Regions from separate parts of the Cricetulus griseus genome. Here region 2 is linked to region 1. The links are chromatin contacts, called in public Hi-C maps. All regions are on one chromosome and are shown on one strand. Each heading gives the region's core, a stretch centred on a gene start, on an enhancer-like site or on the middle of the called end of the contact. The rest is flanking DNA. Distances are from core to core; before and after follow the strand shown. Region 1 overlaps Znf462 (zinc finger protein 462). Region 2 holds the start of Znf462 (zinc finger protein 462).

Region 1 (4,800 bases), core at 1,666-4,165:
TAAAATTCATCCACACAAACCAGCACCATTATTGTAGTTATTCTTCACTAATGAGCATCACGTTCAACAGGCATGGTGACTCAAAATGAGCTTCAGAAGACTAACCACAGAGCACTAACAATGAAGATGGCATAGATAGCTTAGATACAGAATAAACACAACTTTCATCACTGTAAGTTTTATTCTAGAACTTTTCAAGACGCTTTGTTTTTAAAATTAAAAGCAGGGAACACAGGGACACTAAAAGGATCATCACCTAAGACAACTAAGAGAAAAAGGATACCCAAATAGTAAAAATGGCTTTCAGAGAGTAAGAAAGTACAGAAACCACACATAAGAGCTATGGTTTCCAGTTTAAAAAAAAATAATGAAAGAGCAATTAAGCTTTATCAGCCATGTGAGTTTAGCGTAGAATTACCTGATAAATCAAACTCATCCTTTATAGAAGAAAACTCCACCTCTGTCTGGTTACTAGCATTCATGGACCCGGATCGTGGCTCCTCATCATTGTCCTCTGCGACATCAGTGGGCTGCAAGAACGCTGTATGGACATCCTGGATGTGTGCCTTGAGATCTTCATAAGATGGGGCCCGGAAGTCACAGCCATCGCACTGAAGCACCTCCATGATCAGGGGTTACCCTCTCACATCAGGAGCCTGAGGCAGAAGTCAGAACCAAGCATCATGAGGAACACACTCACCACAAACCTTGAGTGGCTACAGATCCGCTAATGGAATAAACCCCAACATCAGTGCATTTCTCCTGCTCCTCTTTGCCAACTCGAACACTGGCCAAAGAAAGGCAATCAGATATAATAGAGACAAAATCCTTGACTTCCTAACTTCAAAGGAAAGAAAACCCAGATAAATGTTTTCTGGTTTGATAGATCCTCAAATGCCACTTGTCAAGGAAACATTAATACTTCAAAAGTTGGTGCAGTTTTTTTCAGTTTCTCCACCATATTCAGAAGTCTAGGTAACTTAATATTGATTCTGATTTCTCCTTGGACTTTTTCTTTTTGAACTATAACCTTCTAAGAAGGAAAAAGGACATACCCAGAGAAAAGCAAGGGAATTTCCATTTCTTTTACCCAATTTCCATATTATTACATTAGTGTTTTACCACCAAATGGTAACAGGATTAATTCTTAGAAATGGCTGTGGCTTTTACTATTACTTTTATTATTTTAATAACTTTATTGATATTGGGGTTCACATCTTTCTTCCTTTCCCCAAATAGTGTAGCTCTACCCTGCCATGAGGTAAGTGGTTATTTGCTCTTTTACTACCTACCAATTAAAACCTAACAGCTTCTCCAGTCTAATTAGGTCATAAAATATTTCTCATGAGATTTCCAAGCAACCAACTTTAGATGACAATTCAGTTTCTGGTTTAAGATTGTACTTTGGCACTTGGGTTTGCATTACGACCACAGAAACTAGTAGTTCTGAAGAGGGGTTTCTGAGACAGGGCTTTCCTTTTCTACTCCTATCCTATACAAAACAACAATAACAAAGTCAGCTGGTGGGCCTGGTGTGGAATAAAGCAAAGCATAGTCCATTTGCCTTATTCTGTAATTCACTGTGTGACTGAAATCTATGGAAAGCTTCGTGCTAGCTCAAGGGAGAGTCCTACCATGAAGAAGTCAAAAAGTATATTGGGGAGTCGTAGCTCTTCCAGTGTTGGTATATATCCTTGGGGAGTTACCCAATTAATATCTGAATGAGTAAGTTACTTCATGAAGTGTATCACAAACCCTACTAAGTCATTGTAATCTAGAACCAAGTGTCTTAAGAATTCAAGTGGCAGCCAAGTCGTTTTATGATGCAATTTTCTATAACTCGAATAAAAGTCACATGATTTCTGCTGGAGGAACAAAGTCTAGTCATAATGTGTCAGTGGAGTGCAAAGAGCCGTGGGGTGAGGATTTTGTAGGAGAGCATGCTTCTGCCAGTAGCCTGCTAAAATAAATTCTGGCGAAGTCCAGCTCGGGACAGAGCTTTGCACAGTGAGACAGAGATGTTTTACCTCCTCTTCTTTTACCCAGCAGTTTATCCTGTTTCAATAAACATAGAACTGGGCACCAGAGTCCTTCAGCTAACTAAGTCTCAATATTCCAGATACACAAGCTTTTATGTCTGAGCACCAGCCTAAATTGTGTGGAAGAGGTTGCTATCAGCTCTGGATCAAATTACAGCAGTCACTGAGGCCCCACCCCACTTCTCCTTTCGCACAGTCCATTAGACCTGAAAACAAATTTTTCCATGGTGCAGACGACGACTCCTGCATTTAGAACACTTCACAGAAAAAAAAAAAAAAAAAAAAAAGCAGATCATCCAATACGCACTCCCCATCCCCCAAGCTTAGTCCTTTCATCTCAGCCAAGCAAGCCACAGCTCTGCTGAATGTGTTTATCACCCTTTCAGGAGATAGGAGCTCCTGCGTCACCGTCACTGAAGCTCTAAGACTCTAAGCTGCCCTAGTCCACTGAGCTAGAGGAGCAGCCATTTTAGCTCAGAGCTTCTCCTCCGTGCACAACATGGCTTCTCTTGGATTCTGCTGGGCTGACAATCACAAGTGAAACGCTACAAGGGCAGGCTGGGCTCCTCCTAAGCTCCGCTCTTCCCAACAAAGAATTAACTGTTTTCATTTCTTCCCGAAAAGCAGCACCTTTCTCCTCAAATGACATTCACCAAGATCTCCAAAGGTTCTTTTATCCCATGATTGATAGGCTGGCCCATCAGTTCCAGCAGAATACTGGTTAGATCAGGATGTCCCTGGGCCAGATTTAGGGGTGTCCTGGAGAAGGGACCTCCAGAATGCCTTGGTTTCTTGGGAGTCTTCCTTCCACACACAGAAGACATACCATCCGAGGCTGCTAGCCAGATTCCAAAGTCTAATGACCTTTGTTAATCACCAGCCAGTCTGTCTGCATCAGCAGACCCTGCCAAAAGACACACCCTTCAACACAAAGGCTGTAGCTATTCCTTTTTAAAGAGGTTCTGTGAAAGCTCCATTGTGTAGCTCAGAGGAAAACAAAATCCCTTCCCTTCCAAACTTCAAGCCTTTAGAAATAATGCAACAAAGGGCTTTCTGCTGTGTCTCTTTTGGAGACTTCGAGCCTGGTTTGTGCAAAACATCCACAAAAATGGCCCATGCTTGCACCAGGAGAGCGGAACACCTTCAGCATGGAGGCAGTCCAACATGGAGATGAAGTTCGTCTCTCCAAACACTCCTCTAATAATCTTGGTGTCTTCTGAAGCTGTTATCTCTCAAGGATGCTAACCTCATTGGATGCAAACACTAACTGTCTCCTTGTTCAGCTACAAAGGAGATTAAAGGGTTATGAGATCAGAAAGAAAAAAAAAAGAGCCACTGATTTGGAAAAAGAAGAGATGATGAAAGTGATTTTCTAATGGGTTCTAGCTTTAATGTTGTTGCAGTCTTGACCTCAAAAATAGCTCAGAGCCTTAGAAGAGGTTAATCTCCAGGCAGCTCATACAACCACCAGCAGGTAGAGCTGAGTGGCCTTCAATTTGATGTCTGCACCAATACTGCAATGAGAATGTAGCCCACTTTGAAAGCCATTTTGTCTTTGTGTACACGGCTCTCCTGAAGATGCTGACAGGAGAAGAAAACAGAAATTGCTGGCGTGGCCCAAACAATCCAAGTAACTTGATATATTTATGAGACTGTAGAAGTACACACATGCAAAAACCAAGAGCAGGAGAAGTAGGAAAGGACAGCTACCAAGCAAAGGGGACCTGGGAATGACCCATCCATCCATCAATCAATAAGTATGTTTCTGGAGCAGAGCATAATCCTCTAAGAAGGCAACAACATGGGAAAGAAAGATGACACGTTCAAGTCTGTGTATTTGACTGTTTGTCGACTCGGAGGGGCAACGGCTGTAAGAGGCTAACTTAGAAAGTGTCTGCTATAAGACAATGATCTCAAGCAAAAAACCTTGCTCTCATATTTCCTTCATTTAATAACACCCACAATTATGAGATTATCAATCTTTTTCTCACTTTCCAAACCAACACAATTAAGAGGAGAAATGCAAGTTTCTGAACTAACTGAAAAGAAATGTTATTCTTAAAGGTCAGGAGCTCGATATATAAACCCAAAAGATGTCCCCATCTCCCACTACCTGCCCCTTCCAGGGCCATATCTCCAGGCCCCTTAAGACCAAATACGCTTCCTTCAGATAGTTCCACTTCTAATAGGTGATAATAACTGTGATGTGAGGAGACTCCATTCTAAAATAACCTTCACCTCAGTGACCAGTTCTCTGTACAGGAAATCCTTAAACCATCCTTTCTCATCCTCAAACTAGTTTTATCAAATGGCTTCTTCACTTCATACTTAATGAGTTCAAAGTGTAGTGTTTGGATGAGAAACTCTCAAGTCCGTTGTCTATGTTTAGCAATGTCTTGAAGACATCCTTGAGAGTGTTCATAGTCCACACTAGAGATCTGGAAAACACACACTGGAATGAGGAAAAGGGTGGTGTGGACACATCCTGCACTTTGCATCTCAACACTAATCTGCATTGATCCTGTTGCTCACCCACTGGTGCTGAGAACTCCAGGGTCCTTTGTGGCCACACACACACACACACACACACACACACACACACACACACACACACACACACACACACTCTTCCTTCTGGGAAAAAGAAAGCAGTCAAAGCAGTGTCACTTTGTATCCTTCCAAGCTCACGTGTCACTGGAGACCTGAGGTGTCCTTGCCGCTTCACAGCCTTCTCAAGAGCCTGACACTTTCAACCCTTGTC
Region 2 (4,800 bases), core at 1,021-3,520, 55 kb after region 1:
ACTGAGGGAGTAACATTTCCTGGAGACATTCAGGGACCTGGAGCAGCTGAAAGTTGTGTGAAGATCTCAGTGGAAATGTTTTAGATTTTGCCTAGTCTTTCCTTAAGGAGGTCAAAAACCCTTAAGGTCCACTCCAAAGGAGAAAAAAATTCCAAAAGTTTACTTTAAAATGGAAACAAACATCTCAGTAACTTGTGAAAGCGCTCGTTGGGTAGGAGAAAAATCTGAGGAACCCTTAAAAGCCCTCATTCCCTTGCTTAATGAATAGATAGCGAGGAACCACCAAAAGGTCTCCCTCTGGAGAGGGAGAAGGAGTAGGCAGGCATGCCTCTTCCTCCAGCCATCACCAAGAGAGCTTCAAAATGGAGACATCCATAATTTTATAAACACTTCTCATCCCAGCTTTGTCTCCTGGAAGCCCGCTCTCCTCCATTTTCTGGTGGAGTTACAGCATGACAAGGCTTACCTGACTCAGTTCCCAGCTCTCAACCCAACTAGTCAATTCCCTCCCCAAACCTGCAAGCAACCTCCAGAAACAAAACCAAACCAAGCCAAACAGCCAACACAGACACTCAGACACAACCCCCGGGAGCCCTGGAGAAAGCCCCAACTGGTTGGTCTTTTCCCATCCCAGGCGCGTGCTTAAAAATGAAACTTTTTTCTTTTCTTTTCTCTCTTCTTCTTTTTTTTTTAAGGTTGGGGAGGAATATAAAAGAAACTCCAGGCAACCTCTTCCCCTCCCTCTCTGTAGGTTAGGAGCCACAATGAAAAGAAAACCAGGGTTCCTTCAGGAATGGTGAACAGCCTGGAGAATGAACGTGAGAAGGAGCTTTGTGTTTTGGAGTCTGGACTGGAACCAAAGCAGACAGCTTGCAAATGGAGGACAGGGAGATAAAGAAAGGGAAAGAGAGGGGCTGCTCCAATGGGGGGCGGCTGCGGCTTCCCCCCCGTGCCTGGAGGGAGGGCAGACCCCTGGGAACCGCACCAGGAGTGAGACGCCCCCCCTCCAGGCCCCTGCCTTCCTTTCTCCCAGCCTCAGAGGAGCCAAGCGTGTGTAATGGCTTCTCCTCTCCAGAAACCGTTGTCCTCCTCCAACCAGACGCTTCTGAACCTTCAGCCTGGAGACAGCTCCTCAGCTGTCCCTCAACCTGCGCCCCCACCCGGCCCGCGGCCCCCCGCTCGTCGCCTCTCTCCTCCCCAGTAGCGGCGGCTGCAGCCACCCCCTCGACACATCCCGACCCCGCATCCCAACTTCGGAGAGGAGAGAGGAGAGAGAGAGAGGAGAGCCAAATACCTGAGGAAGAGGGGGGTGCCAATCCGCACGGCTTTGCCATCGGGCGGGGGACAGGCAGACAGAGGAGGGGAAAGGAAGCAGAGGGACAGAGAAAGAAAGAGGTCAACCCGCTCAGGTCGGGGCCGCTCGCTCCGAGCGCTCCCTCCTCTGACCCCTCGCTTGCTCCCTCTGGCTCGGGCTCAGGTCTCTCCTGGCCTCCAGCCCTCCGCCCCCCTTCTCTGTCCCTACTCCTGTCCCCACACTCGGAGCATCCGTCCTAAGCCTCCAGCTCTCTCCTCTCACTCATCTCATTTCTCTCTCTTCTCTTCACAGAACTACACGAAATTAATTAAGCCACAGGGCTCCCCCCCCCCAGCAGAAGGCAGAAGGAGCAGCCAGCAGGAAAAGCACAGCCACCTCCACAGCTACCACCACCACCTTCTCCTCTTCCTCCTCCTCTTCCTCCCTAGCTTCTTCTCCTCCTCTTCCTCCTCCCCCTGCTGCTCTCCCTCCTCCCCCTCCTCCTCCTTCTCCTCCTCCTCCTCGGTCTCTCCTCTCTTTAGCTTCTTCTCCTCTCTCCTCATAGCCAGCCCATGCAGGGGACTTCCTCTCCTCCCCGCGCCGCCAGCCCTCCTTGGCCGAATGAATGAGCGCGTTTGTGCCTCCACCGCCCCGCGCTCTCCTCCCCGGAGCACTCAGACCACCCCGGAGGTGGTGGTTAATTGCAGTAACTTACAGAAGAAGCGTCCCGGCGCCGGGAGGTGCTTCGGGTTCTCCAGCCCCACCGCCTCCTTATCCTCTTTCTCTTTCTCCTCTTCCTGCTCGGGTTATTGTTGTGGAAGTTGTTTGGGAGTCTCATGTGCTTCTGCCGGGTCTCAGCAATGGAGGATCGCCATCTTCCCTGCCTTCCACGGCTCCTCAGACTCGCTGCAGCTGCAGATGACCTGAGATATCCGTCTCTCTCCCCTCTCCCTCCCTCCCTCTCCTCTCACTCTCTCTCTCTCTCCCCTCTCTCTCTCTCTCTCTCTCTCTCTCTGCTCTTCTCTCTCCTCTCCTCCCTCTCCCTCGCGCGCGCTCTCTCTCTCCCTCCCTCTGTGTCTCTCTCTGAATAATGAGCAACCAGAGGGAGAGAGAAAGCAAGACAGAAAGAGAGAAGACAATCTTCTCCTGCCACACAAAACGCCAGAGCACCAGGGGGTGCGCGAAGCCTTTCTAATAACAACAACGTGCAGGAGAGAGGAAGGGAAAGAAAGAAAGAAATGAGAAAAGGGCTGGGGGGGAAATACGAAGAATTATCCAAGAGCTGGAGAAGCGCAGGAGAAGCTGGAGGAGATGCTGAAGCTGCGGCTGCTGCCCGCCCCCCTCCCGCGCTGAACCCCAGAAGGAGGCAAGGTGGTTGCAAAGTTAAGGCTGGGACATTGTCTTTGTCACTCTGAACAACACAGAGCCAGGCCAGTGAGATGCAAGAGGAGGAGGTGGCGGTGGAGGAGGAGGAGGAGGTGGTGGTGGTGGTGGTGGTGGAGGAGGAGGAGGAAGAGGAGGAGAAGGAGGCAAAGGAGGAGGAGAAGGGGAAGAGAGAGATGAGATGAATAAAGACCTGCGGAAAAGGCGGCGCGAGGAGCGCGACCGCCGGGCTCCGGGCGTGCGCGCTCGCCTCCCGGAGGCGCCCGACCTCCCTGGCCAGAGGAGCAAGCCCCCAGTGAGAACCCTGCTCTGCTCGCACCATCAGCCCTGCCCCAGGCGCCCAGCCCCGGCTCTAAAGGGTCCCTCAAATGAATCCATCTAGAGGCCAATCTTTGCAAAGAACAGAGATGAAGAACTGAAGGTTGCAAGTCTAAACCCAGATCAACCACGTGGGGCTTTTTAATTCCTTTCCAGCTTGCAGTGTATCTCCAGTGAAGGGCTCAAGTTGTCCATTACTGGCATGTATTTTTAAGTCGTCGCCCTCTAAATAAAGGCTCATTGTGCGGTTTATGTCTCTTCTGATACGAAAAGGAGAAGAAGGAGCCCATCATTTTTATCTAGAAGCCACCACTTTCTTTTCCGAACTTGTGAAATGTTTTGACGGCGCACCAAGGTGTGTGTGTGGGGGGGTGTAGTACTTAAATAACTTTCCACCCTCGCGCCCCGCGTTGTTTGCACTTTCCGACTGATCATCTAAAGGCTTGGAAAGTAACAATCGTCGCTCCTAATGATAAGGTGTCATGATGTTGAAGACAAGAGAGCCAAGCTGAAGCATCACACCTTGAATTTTTATTTTGTGTAATTTCCCCCCAAATCACTCTGAACTATCTCTTTTTCAAAGAAGTGGGTTTCCACTCCCTCTCTCACCAGGTCAAAGATCTCCTAAGGCTTTAATTTGATTTAGGATGGAGGGGGGGCACTACAGTACAAGAAAAAAAAAATCAATGCAGCAAGTCAGGAGCAATTGAAGTTCAAGGGCATGGGCTGGTGTACGGTACCATTTCTATTTCTCAGATGCTCTAGTTGGACATCTACAGCCCCAGGAGAGAAAAGCACGCAGCGCAGCGCGCGGGGCAGGGACCTTAATTAAAGTTTCTTTTGTCCGCCTCTGAATTAGGGGTTGTTGCTGGATTCCTTCGCATTGAGGAGCGCGCATCCGGTGAAGGCGCGGTGTGGAGGATCCTGGGCGAGATTGTCCTCTTTAATACTCGCCCCGTCCCCCCTCCCCCACAGTCGGGGCAGCTAGACCGGTAAACCCATACAATAAAAACAGAGAAGACGCGCACGAAGTTGGTTCCCATCGGATAGCGGCGTTTCCTAAGCACATCTAAAAACCTCATTTCCCAAGATTTTCCCGATTGTGTATTCCAGGGCAGAATGTCTCACCCTGACGCACGATCTAACCCCTTTCCAGTCAACACTTCCTGCCCTTTTCTCCTCCCACTCACATTGAAAAGCTCGGGAGCCCTAAAAGGGTGTTGATGGCTGGGGGTGATAAATAAATAAATAAATGACACTACGCGTGCGGTGGCGAAGAAAGGAGGGGGAGGAAGAGAAGCGCGGGGGAGGGGGGTCAGGGAGAGAAAAGCGAGGAGAAAGGACTCAGGCGAAAGGGAGCCTGGAGTCAAAGAAAGCAGAGGGAAAAAGGAGAGGAAGATCGGTAAGACTGCTTCGCAGTAAAATCTTCCTGGCTTTGTGCAAAGGGGGAGGACTCGCTTCTTTCCAGGTGCTAGAGGGACCTGAACAAGTCTGTCTGTCCGGAGCTCCTCCCCACCGGGACCCCAAGGGTGTCTGAGTGCTGACCGCCGCTCCCCATCAATTCCTCGTGGCCACAAGAGGAAGCGCGCCAGGTTTGCGCCGTCCCGACTGATAATTTACCTCTTTGTCTTTAATAAAAAGCTGACTTTTTTTTTTCTGTCAAAAGCTCTGCACCGGGCAAAATTATAATAACAATAACAACAACAATAATAATAGCAATTGTATTTCTGATTGAAAGCACCCATCAACTGCTAGCTTTCAGAGGCTGTGATAAATATCTTCCTCGACGTGAAGGTACCTTGTGG

What was found. A called contact is a pair of places that touch in the nucleus more often than the background predicts.
Region 2: a Hi-C map of the CHK-Q cell line shows a contact between it and region 1, with 4 times the contacts expected there. The contact joins the promoter of Znf462 here to the enhancer-like site in region 1. A contact is called at or near these places in 3 of 8 Hi-C or Micro-C datasets (the CHK-Q cell line, the CHO-K1 cell line and fibroblasts).

The regions. Positions count from the first base shown.
Region 1 is chr2:88,859,511-88,864,310 of CriGri-PICRH-1.0, forward strand. Znf462 (zinc finger protein 462) reads right to left here. Exons shown (of 14, transcript XM_027403067.2): 2 at 419-656. The coding sequence starts at 626. Among named protein-coding and RNA genes, the nearest start is that of Znf462, 56 kb to the right of the region's middle. Within about 2 kb of position 2,916, at least 2 of the 6 cell types and tissues checked have open chromatin away from gene starts, as enhancers often do.
Region 2 is chr2:88,915,568-88,920,367 of CriGri-PICRH-1.0, forward strand. Znf462 (zinc finger protein 462) reads right to left here and starts at 2,271. Exons shown (of 14, transcript XM_027403067.2): 1 at 2,010-2,271.